Regions from separate parts of the Mus musculus genome. Here region 2 is linked to region 1. A link is a contact called in public Hi-C data. All regions are on one chromosome and are shown on one strand. Each heading gives the region's core, a stretch centred on a gene start, on an enhancer-like site or on the middle of the called end of the contact. The rest is flanking DNA. Distances are from core to core; before and after follow the strand shown.

Region 1 (4,716 bases), core at 862-3,361:
AAGAAAGAAATACTACCTAAATCGCAATGGTTATATGTTAATTAACTCTTGCCAAAGACATCTGAAGAAGGTCAGCCTTTCCTTTAGTCCAGAGGCCTGAGAGAAATCAAGATGGGGCCTGAGGAGATAAGCGCCTGTCACATAAGCAGGAAGACTCGAGCTAAGATCCCCAAACTTACATGAAACCCAAGCAGACCCCGAAAGCTCACTGGCCACCTACTCTAACCCTCTTAACAAGCTCCAAATACAATGACTTTGACTCACATGGACAGAGATAGAGAATCACACCTGACCCCAACCTCCAGCCTCCACAAGCATACACACTCATGTGCAAACACCCAGACCCAGATCTACACCCAGTGAGGCCACACTAATGCAACCCTGAAAAATACTGAGTTTTGAAACTACTTAAATTAAAATAAGACTGTCCTACGATCTTAGTAGGCACCATTTTTAATGTTAACGTAATTTAATGTGCATAGGTACTTCGCCTGCACATAAGTCTGCTCACTATATGTGTACTTGGTGCTCTTGGAGGCCAGAAGGGGGCATTAGAGTCCCCTGGAATTGGAGTTACTATGGTCATGCGTTATTATGTAGGGGCTGGGAGTGGAGCCTGGGTCTTCTGCAAGAACAGCTAGTACTCTGAACCACTATGCCATCTCTCCAGTCCTAAGAGACAGTTGTTTTGTTGTTTTGGATTCCCCCCTCCCCCATTTCCCTAGGTTACGCCAACCTAGCAAGGAGACACACTTACACCGACAGACTTGATGGCCACAATGCTGCTAAGAGTGCCTGGATCTGCTCTTCAGGTTTGCCTACCGGGTTATTGGGAAAACCTCTCTAACTCTGAGCCAAGGGGAATCCGGTGCTCATCTGTAGCGTCAGACCCTTCCCCGAGCTTGTAACTACACCTGTCCAAAAATCCCACAAATCCCTTGAGCATGTTCCAAAGATGAAGGAAAACAAATAAACTGTGCAGCTTACAGCTAGAAAATAAGTTGTACAGCTAGAAATAAAGTCCCTCTGTAGTTTCTGACATGACAAAGAATAATTTTAACGGCCCTGATAGACTATGATCTGTTATTCTGGTTAGAAATATAAGGTCATAAGAGTGAACAGAGAAGGCTGGTGAACAGCAGATTTTAAACAATAAAATACGTAAAACATGCTAAAAGGTATGATGGGGTGGATGGTCCATCAACTCTGACTGAACACCAGCCATTTGGCCTTCTAACTGACCCTCCTCTGGATTCCTAGAGCAATCTGCACACTTTTGATGGTTTTGTGTGTTTACCTCATTCATATGTTCACAACGGCCAACTTTACAATGCTTCCCCTCAGATAGGAGTATCCAGGGCACATCTTAATTGTGATGTCTGAGGAGAACAGTATCGTGCTGCCCACAGGCCTCAGGGATGATCAGGAAGCTGTGTTCATAACTGTCTCTCTTACGTGTAGCTGAGGTTGGGGGACGGGCAGGGAGACATTTCAACTACTGGGCAGCACATCCAGGCTCACTTTGTCAGACTGGAAGAGGGTTTTAAAGAGCAGGAGGCACCTGAAAATCCTCGACGCCCATTTGCCTACATGTGTAGCCTTGGACTGGTTGCTTGAGATCTCTTGGAGTCCTGCTCTATGCTAATGAGGTCTGTGAATCTCCTTGGTTTAGACCAAGAGGAGTTCTAACTTTTAATTTATGAATTTTCATGAAATGGCTATTAAAAAATCGATTTCTCTAATATGATTTAACACCCTTTGCCAGGAGGAAGACAGAAGCAGAAAATACAGTTGGGACCACTCCTACTACATCCTGTCCGAATTTCAGTGGGTCCTCTTAAGTTCCTGTTGCTGTGTCTAGGAGAGGTTGATTATAAAGTGAGGTAAGCTGCCCCCACAACGCGTTCAACTCGAGATCCAGTTGCTAATACAGGGATTTAGCATCAGAGGATTTCAAATGCTGCAGATTAAATAATGATTCAGACTATATCCTTCTGGCCTTAAGAGAACCATGAAAAAATATTTACTATTCAAAGATGAGCTCAAGAGCCCCAGCCAGCACTAGCAGGGAAATGGGGAAGCAGCTACCACATCTCCAAGCTCTCTCCCCAGTGCGTGGCCCCTGCTTTCTGTTAGCTCTTCAGCTACATGCATGGTACCACCAACCAAGCTCAGCGCTCAGTTGGAAAGAAAACCAAACGCTGCAGACGCACAGTTCCCTCAGTGAAGGTCCGTGAACTGCAGCCCACCCAGGACCTCCTTCTGACTCGCCTAGTGATGACGGTTTGCACAGATACACTTTCCTTCAGTGGCGGGTTTTGTTTTGTAGGGTTTGTTTTTTTTTTTTTTTTTAATTTGTTTCTTTTGTTACATCTGACAGCCATAAAATAATAAATTGAGGAACTCTCGTGGGAAAAAGAAAATTGTCCTGGCAGAGACTCGCACTCCCCGGTCTTGTTCTACTGTCACAGATAGAGCAGCTTCACCTCTGACCTTTCAGATTTCCTACCCAGGAGTGAGAAAGACAGTGGAATCTCCTGAAAACAGGCCTGGGACTCAGAAGGGCCTGTTTCAAAAAAAAAAAAAAAATGCTGTGCTTAACAGCATGTCAGGACTCACCTATGTCTTCAAGAGGCAAGAGCTGAAATTAAAATTCCACCACAACCCCAAGCAAGTTCATAAAGGTGGAGACATAAGCGGTAGGTACCCCCAAACACCCAAGTGACAGTGGCAGGCAGTAGCTTTAAGAGTACAGAGATCATGCTAGCGTGTTAACCTGGAAAATGCACCATCTTCAGCATTCTGTCTTGAGCCGACCATCTACCTGGTACTGAGTATGTGGATATAAAAATTGGATGGTGCAGAGCTAGTGAGATGGCTCCGCAGGTAAGGGTACATGCCACAGCCCCAGTGACCTGAGTTCATTCCCTGGAACCACAGGGTGGAGAGAAGTATATATCGTTCTGACATGCCCCGTGGCACACATGAACACAAGCACGGACGCTCACACACGTGGATAATGTAAATTTAAAAATTTGTTGAATTGTGTCTAAATAATCTCAAATTTAAGATTCCTGCGAGAGTCAATACTGGCCCAAAGTAGACTCCTGCTTGGCCTTACAGGCATGGGACTTCAGCCAATTCTGGGCGACAAGCCCAGTGGTATAGATCATTCTGGTCTCAGTCCTGTTTTGATTTCTGACTTACTGCTCTCTCTAAGTTTCTTCTAAGAAACAAACACTGGCTCAAGGTTTGCTTACACATGTAAAATCATTTCCCAATTCTTAACTCAGAATGCACCGAGAGTATAATTAGCATCCATTAAAGGCCTAATAAGCCACTGGAGCAAACTCCTAATTGAAACTTACTTAGAAAGCTAATAAGCTAATGCGAGGCCTTCCAGCAGGCAAGCCTTCAGTGCAGGGGGAGGTGATGAGCACATCCACAAGTGAACTGGCTCACAGGAGCCCTCGCCCTACTATTGGCTTCTCCTACTTAGGTATGTCACGCTTCGTGTGATATACAAAGGTATGTATAAGGGCTCCACAAGAATAGGGGGCAAGAGAAGAGAGGTGTCTTGTGTGGTGGTGAACACGTTCAAAATACATTACGTACGTGAATGGAAACGTCATGTCAAACCTATAACTTATGATAAGAAACCTTTAATGAGCCAGTGAGATGGCTCAGCGGGTAAAGATATTTGTTGCCAGCTTGGCTATCTTAGATCAGTCCCCAGGAGCTACCTGGTGGAAGGAGAGAAATAACTTCTGCAGGGTATCCTGGGACCCCCACACAAGTGGGCACTCTCTTGCGCGCGCATTCTCTGTCTCTCTCTCCCTTTCTCCCTCTCTCTCTCTCTGTCTCTCTGTCTCTGTCTGTCTCTCTCCATACATATATGAAATTTAAAAGGTCAATCAGTCTAATGAATGGATAATAAATAGACACTGCAGTAGTAGCTGCTGTCAGTGAGGCACCCTGCCGCCGCCTCCACTGTTAATCAGCCAGGCAAGACCCTGAATGCCTGCACTTCCCAACTTGTTTACTGGGTTTCAAGTACAAACGTCTCAATTTTCCAAGCTTCTTGTCCCTCACACATTTCAAATACCTTTCTAATCCTTCGGGGATGCTGACAAACAGCACTGTTTTTATCCAGAGCTCTATGGCATGGAAATCCTGGGGTTCTATGAGCTTGGACCCCACCACAGGGGTCCCACTGAATCGCAACTAAAACTTTGCAAGAAAGCCAAACAGAAGAGATAATCTTTCTAGTTGAACTGCTTTTCAAAAAAAAAAAAAAAAAAAAAAAAACCCACACAAAATAAATCATGAACTTGCCAGTACACAGCTACTGGGAAAGCCAAGATGAACCACTGACTAATGCCAAATGTCACTAACAATATGGGCTAACTCTATTTGCCATACACTGTTAGGACAGCAGCTGGTACAATGGCTTTGAAGACATTTATGTTTTACAAATGCTAAAATGCATATACGCTATGACGTGGCAGTTCTACTCATTGGCATGTATCCAAAAGAACTAAGAGCTAATGTCTATCCAAAGACAAAACAGACTAGAGAGACGGCTCTTGGGAGGAGCTGAGTTCAATTCCTGACATCCACACTAGGCAGCTTCCAACTACCTAGTAGGAATCCTAGATTCAAGGCCTCCCTAGCACCTTTGTATACACACACACACACACACACACACACACACAC
Region 2 (4,942 bases), core at 2,367-4,866, 150 kb after region 1:
GTGGTTATTCAATATTTCTAAGAGTATTTGTTAGAGACTATCTTTTTCTCCACTTAGTGCTGTTGGACAAAGATCAGTTGATTATATGTGTGGGATTTACTTCTGTGTTCCAATGTGTTGTTTGGTGTGTCTGTCTCCACATCACTTCCACAGTGTTTTAATTACTGTAGCTTTGTATGCAATAGCTTTTAAAAGCAGAGAACATCAGGTCTCCAGGTTTGCTCTTCTCTGTCAGGACGGTTTTGAGATGGGCTAAGCTGCAGCTCATTGGTAGAGGGCTTGCCTGGCATGCCTAAGGCTGTGGATTCCATCCCTTGCGTCACAGGAAAAACAATCACGGGCCAGGTCTCGCTGGGTGTGACAGTTGGGCAAGAATGTCCTTCATAGGCTCAGAAGTTTGAGTACTTGGCCCCCAGTTGGTGGCCCTGTCTGGGGAGGTTTAGGAGGTGTGGCCTTGCTGGAGGAAGTATGTCACTGGAGACTAGCTTTGAGGCTTCAAAAGCCACTTGCTATTTCCAGCATGCTCTCTCTGCTTTCTGTTTGTGGTTCGAAATGTGAGCCCATGGCTTCTGCTCTAATGGCCATGCCTGCTGCTTGCTGCCATGCTTTCCCACTCCAACAAATACCTCTTATACCTCTGGAACTGTGTTGGTTAGAGTTTTACTGCTGTGAACAGAAACCATGACCAGGGCAGCTCTTATAAAAGGCATTTCATTGAGGCTGGCTTTCAATTTCCTTGAGGTTCAGAGGTTCAATCTATTATCAAGGCTGGAGCATGGCAGCATCCAGGCAGGCATGGTGCAGGAGGAACTGAGAGCTCTACATCTTATTCTGAAGGCAAACAGGAGAAGACTGGCATTCTCAGGCAGCTAGGAAGAAGCTCTCGAAGCCCATCCCCACAATGACACACTTCCTCCAACAAGGCCACACCTCTTATTAGTGCCACTCCCTGGACCAAGCATATTCTAACCAACACAGGAACCATATGCCAAATAAACTCTTTCTTTTTTAAGTTCCTTGGGTTGCTATGTTTTATCATAGCAGCAAAAAGGTATCTAATACCTTGAATGTGGTGCTGTATGCCTATAGAGTTTCATAGGGGCTCCACTGACTGTATGTATTGATTTGAGTGCTATAGATATGTAAAAATTGACTAATATTAATAGTCTTTAAATATTAATTAATGCTGGAAATTAATACTAAGCAGTAATTCCTTGACCAGTTCCCCAGATAATCACACAAAGACCTTTTAATATTTCAAAGCTTAGTCCTTAGCTGGGCAGATTCATCTAAGTTAGCCAGACCACCTAGCCCCATCCAGCCACGTAGTCTACAGTCACCTTCATCTCCATTCATGTTTCCTGGTGAAAGGACCTTCCTCTTTCTTCTTCCCAGAGTTCCTTTCTCCCTCCCAGGAAGCCCTGCCTTCTTCTCTTTACTGCCCAATCACAGGCTTTAGCCTTTTATTGACCAATTAACTTGGAGAACAAGGTTTGTACAACAAAAGCTGCTGTACACGAGAATTTGCGCATCTTGGGACAACCAGATCTTGGGGTACAGAATTTAACATTTGATTACATAGCAGGACCAGAGCAACCTCAACATAGATATTCTGCACACTAAGTCTTCTAACTCCTGCCCATGGCTTTTTTTTTTTTTTAATTTCTTTTGGTCTTTAATTTGCTAATTGTAGGCTCTGCTGTAAGGACACGGGACAGTGATCTGCAAAAGAAATGCATTTTCCGGGTCAGGAGAGTGAATCTTCAATCCTGACTGATGTTTACTGGGAAAGCTGTTTCCCATTGAGAGTCCCAGTTTCCTTTCTGAAAGGTGAAGGTATTATCTGCGTGGCAGGTAACTATGGAGACACCGCATGTGCGCTGACTTGCCTAGCGTGTAGGATCCACTTAGTGAGTTCCATCCTGTGGCTCAGGACTGTAAGATCTCTCCAGTGGTTCTTCGGAGGACATGACTGGTTTCCACTTGTATCTGCTCATCAGAACATTGGTGATGTTAGGGGTGGGGGGCTGTGCAGTGTTGGAGTTCTCTCTCTCTTTCTCTCTCTCTCTCTTTCTCTCTCTCTCTCTCTCTTTCTCTCACCCCCCACCCCCCCACCCCCGACCTGAGGTCACATTGATAACCTGGATTTTAGTTTCTTTTTCTTGTTCTGATAACGTAATGTTAGGGATCCAACCCAGAGGCCTGCTCATGTTGGAGCAACAGTGTCTCAACATCCCAAGCCCTTCTGCTACTTTATACTTCTTGGGAATCATTCGCCTTGATTGACTGACACTTAGGATCTGGAAACATCATTTACTTAAATACATTATGTCTCTGTTGCTCTACAAGATGTCAAGAAGTAAAAATTAGATTTTGTTTTTGTTTGTTTCTCTTCTTTTGAAACAGAGTCTCGTTATGTTACCTGTCTGGCTTGCCTTAAATTAGCAGGTATTTATCTGTCTCTGCCTGCAGAGGGCTGTGACTAAAGGTGTATGCCATGGCACTTGGCTTGTTTGAAATTTTAATTGTTAATTCTTGTTTGAATTTTAAATTATTTGATATTGTATATTTATTGTGCATGACTCCGAGTTACTTAAAAACATTTTTATACAACTTCTTATTAAATGTTGAGTATACCTTCTTACTCCCCAGCTCTCCCCTTCCTCTCCTCTCCTGTTAGTTTCTTTGTCTCTTTTCACTTCCTCTCCTCCTCTTCTCTGTGTATATACCTGCTTTTATGTGTTTATATAAAACCCAGAACAGCAATGAGAGAACGAGACATTTGTCTTTCTTTTTTTTCTTTTTTTTAATTAGTTATTTTCTTCATGTACATTTCCAATGCTATCCCAAAAGTCCCCCATACCCTACCCCCTCCAATCCCCTACCCACCCACTTCTACTTTTTGGCCCTGACGTTCCCCTGAACTGAGGCATATAAAGTTTGCAAGACCAATGGGCCTCTCTTTTCACTGATGGCTGACTAGGCCATCTTCTGATACATATGCAGAGACGAAAGGATGGACCATCTAGAGACTGCCATACCTGGGGATCCATCCGATAATTAGCCTCCAAACGCTGACACCATTATATACACTAGCAAGATTTTGCTGAAAGGACCCTGATATAGCTGTCTCATGTGAGGCTATGCTGGGGCCTAGCAAACACAGAAGTGGATGCTCACAGTCAGTTATTGGATGGATCACAGGGCCCCCAATGGAGGAGCTAGATACAGTACCCAAGGAGCTAAAGGGGTCTGCAACCCTATAGGTAGAAAACAATATGGACATTTGTCTTTCTGAGTCTGGTTTAATTGGCCTGCGTTTATGACAGTCTCCAGTTGCTCTATTTTTCTGTAAATGATGTAGCACTTTGCTCTTCACAGCTGAAGAAGATTTCATTTTGTACATCTCCCACTTTTTTCCTCTACCAATTCCCTTGGGACACAGGCTGGTACCATAATTTAGCTATTCTCCACTGTGCTGCAAAAAGCTTCATTGTACAATTATCCCTGTCCCCCGTCACTCTGATGTCATAAGAACCCAGCGGGCACATAGCTGTGACATTTGGGCAAGAACACAGTGGGCACGTAGCTGTGACATATGGTAGATCTATTTTTAGTTTTTTTGAGGAACCTCCATCCTGCATTGCATCCTTGCCAGACTAACCCACATCCCCACAGCAGTGTGTAAGAGCACTCTTGTGCACATCCTTACTATCATTTGTTGGTGTTTCTTTTCTTTAAAAAATGCCATTCTGACTCAGTCAAGTAAGACAGAATATCAACAGATGTTGGGACTGATTGTGTGAGAGGTGCTGGGCTATGTGGCAGGACATGGCATAGAGGAATTGGGTTATTTAAGTTATAGGAGCTAGCTAAGGTCTAAGCTTAATAATAATACTAAGTGGGCTGGAGAATGGCTCAGCGGTTAAGAGCACTGACTGCTCTTCCAGAGGTCCAGAGTTCAATTTCCAGCAATCACATGGTAGCAATCACAACCATCTGTAATGGGATCTGATGCCTTCTTCTGGTGTGTCTGAAGACAACTACAGTGTACTCATATAAATAAAATAAATAAATCTTTAATAATAATAATAATAATAATAATAATAATAATAATAATAATAATAAGAAGAAGAAGAAGAAGAAGAAGAAGAAGAAGAAGTCTCTGCGTCATTTTGAAGCTTCTGGGTCCAGACAGTCCGTGGTTTGCTCACTTTCAAAGTTCATTGATTGATTGGGTTATTTTGTTTCTTGTTTAGTTTCCCTCTCCTCCGCAGACAGGGTTTCCCTATGTATCCCTGGCTGTCCTGGAACTCACTCTGTAGACCAGGTTGGACTTGAACTTAGAAATCTTCCTCCCTCTGCCTCCCCAGAGCTGGGATTAAAGGCATGTGCCACCACTGCCCAACTTCTTGTTTAGTTTTTTAAGTTCTTTGTATATTCTAGATATTAACCTCTGTTGAGTCTACTCGGGTAGAAGGCTGTTCTGTAGGCTGGTCCTTCATTCATCTATGTGCCTCCTTTGCCAGGGTCCCATTTGTCAGCTGGACTTTCTCCCTAGACAGCAGACTCCTGTAGAGAGACAAAGGTCTATGTCTTGAAGCATTTCTTCTACTTTCCCACAAGTACTTTGGGATCTTATGTGAGTGACTTTGAATCATTTGGTGCTGATTCTTGTGTAGGGTGAGATATGGGGCTCTTAGATTTCCTCTTCTCCATGAAGCCATCCAGGTCTCTCTCTCTCTCTCTCTCTCTCTCTCTCTCTCTCTCTCTCTCTCTCTCTCTCTCTCTTTCTCTCTCTCTCTCTCAATACAGGGTCTTGGCTGACTTCAAACTCACAGAGATCTGACAGCCTCTGCCTTTCCTAGTATTAGGATTAAAGATGCACGCCCCTGTGCCCAGCGATTTCTGGAATTTGTGTAAAAATTATGTGTCTGTCTGT

Evidence for each region. A called contact is a pair of places that touch in the nucleus more often than the background predicts.
Region 2: a contact with region 1 is called in a Hi-C map of the HPC-7 cell line, with 2.1 times the contacts expected there. The contact joins two enhancer-like sites. A contact is called at or near these places in 3 of 39 promoter capture datasets (the C10 cell line, cranial neural crest and liver), 2 of 484 Hi-C or Micro-C datasets (the HPC-7 cell line and nephron progenitors) and 2 of 115 datasets of contacts at active chromatin or transcription factors (bone marrow-derived macrophages and embryonic stem cells).

What each region holds. Positions count from the first base shown.
Region 1 is chr8:80,791,875-80,796,590 of GRCm38.p6, forward strand. All of the region lies in intron 2 of Gab1 (growth factor receptor bound protein 2-associated protein 1), which reads right to left. Among named protein-coding and RNA genes, the nearest start is that of Gm51580, 20 kb to the right of the region's middle. Within about 2 kb of position 2,112, at least 33 of the 459 cell types and tissues checked have an H3K27ac peak or open chromatin away from gene starts, as enhancers often do. A contact at or near this core is called in the HPC-7 cell line, where this site is marked.
Region 2 is chr8:80,940,340-80,945,281 of GRCm38.p6, forward strand. No RefSeq gene overlaps it. Among named protein-coding and RNA genes, the nearest start is that of Gm31223, 6.1 kb to the right of the region's middle. Within about 2 kb of position 3,617, at least 22 of the 459 cell types and tissues checked have an H3K27ac peak or open chromatin away from gene starts, as enhancers often do. A contact at or near this core is called in the HPC-7 cell line, where this site is marked.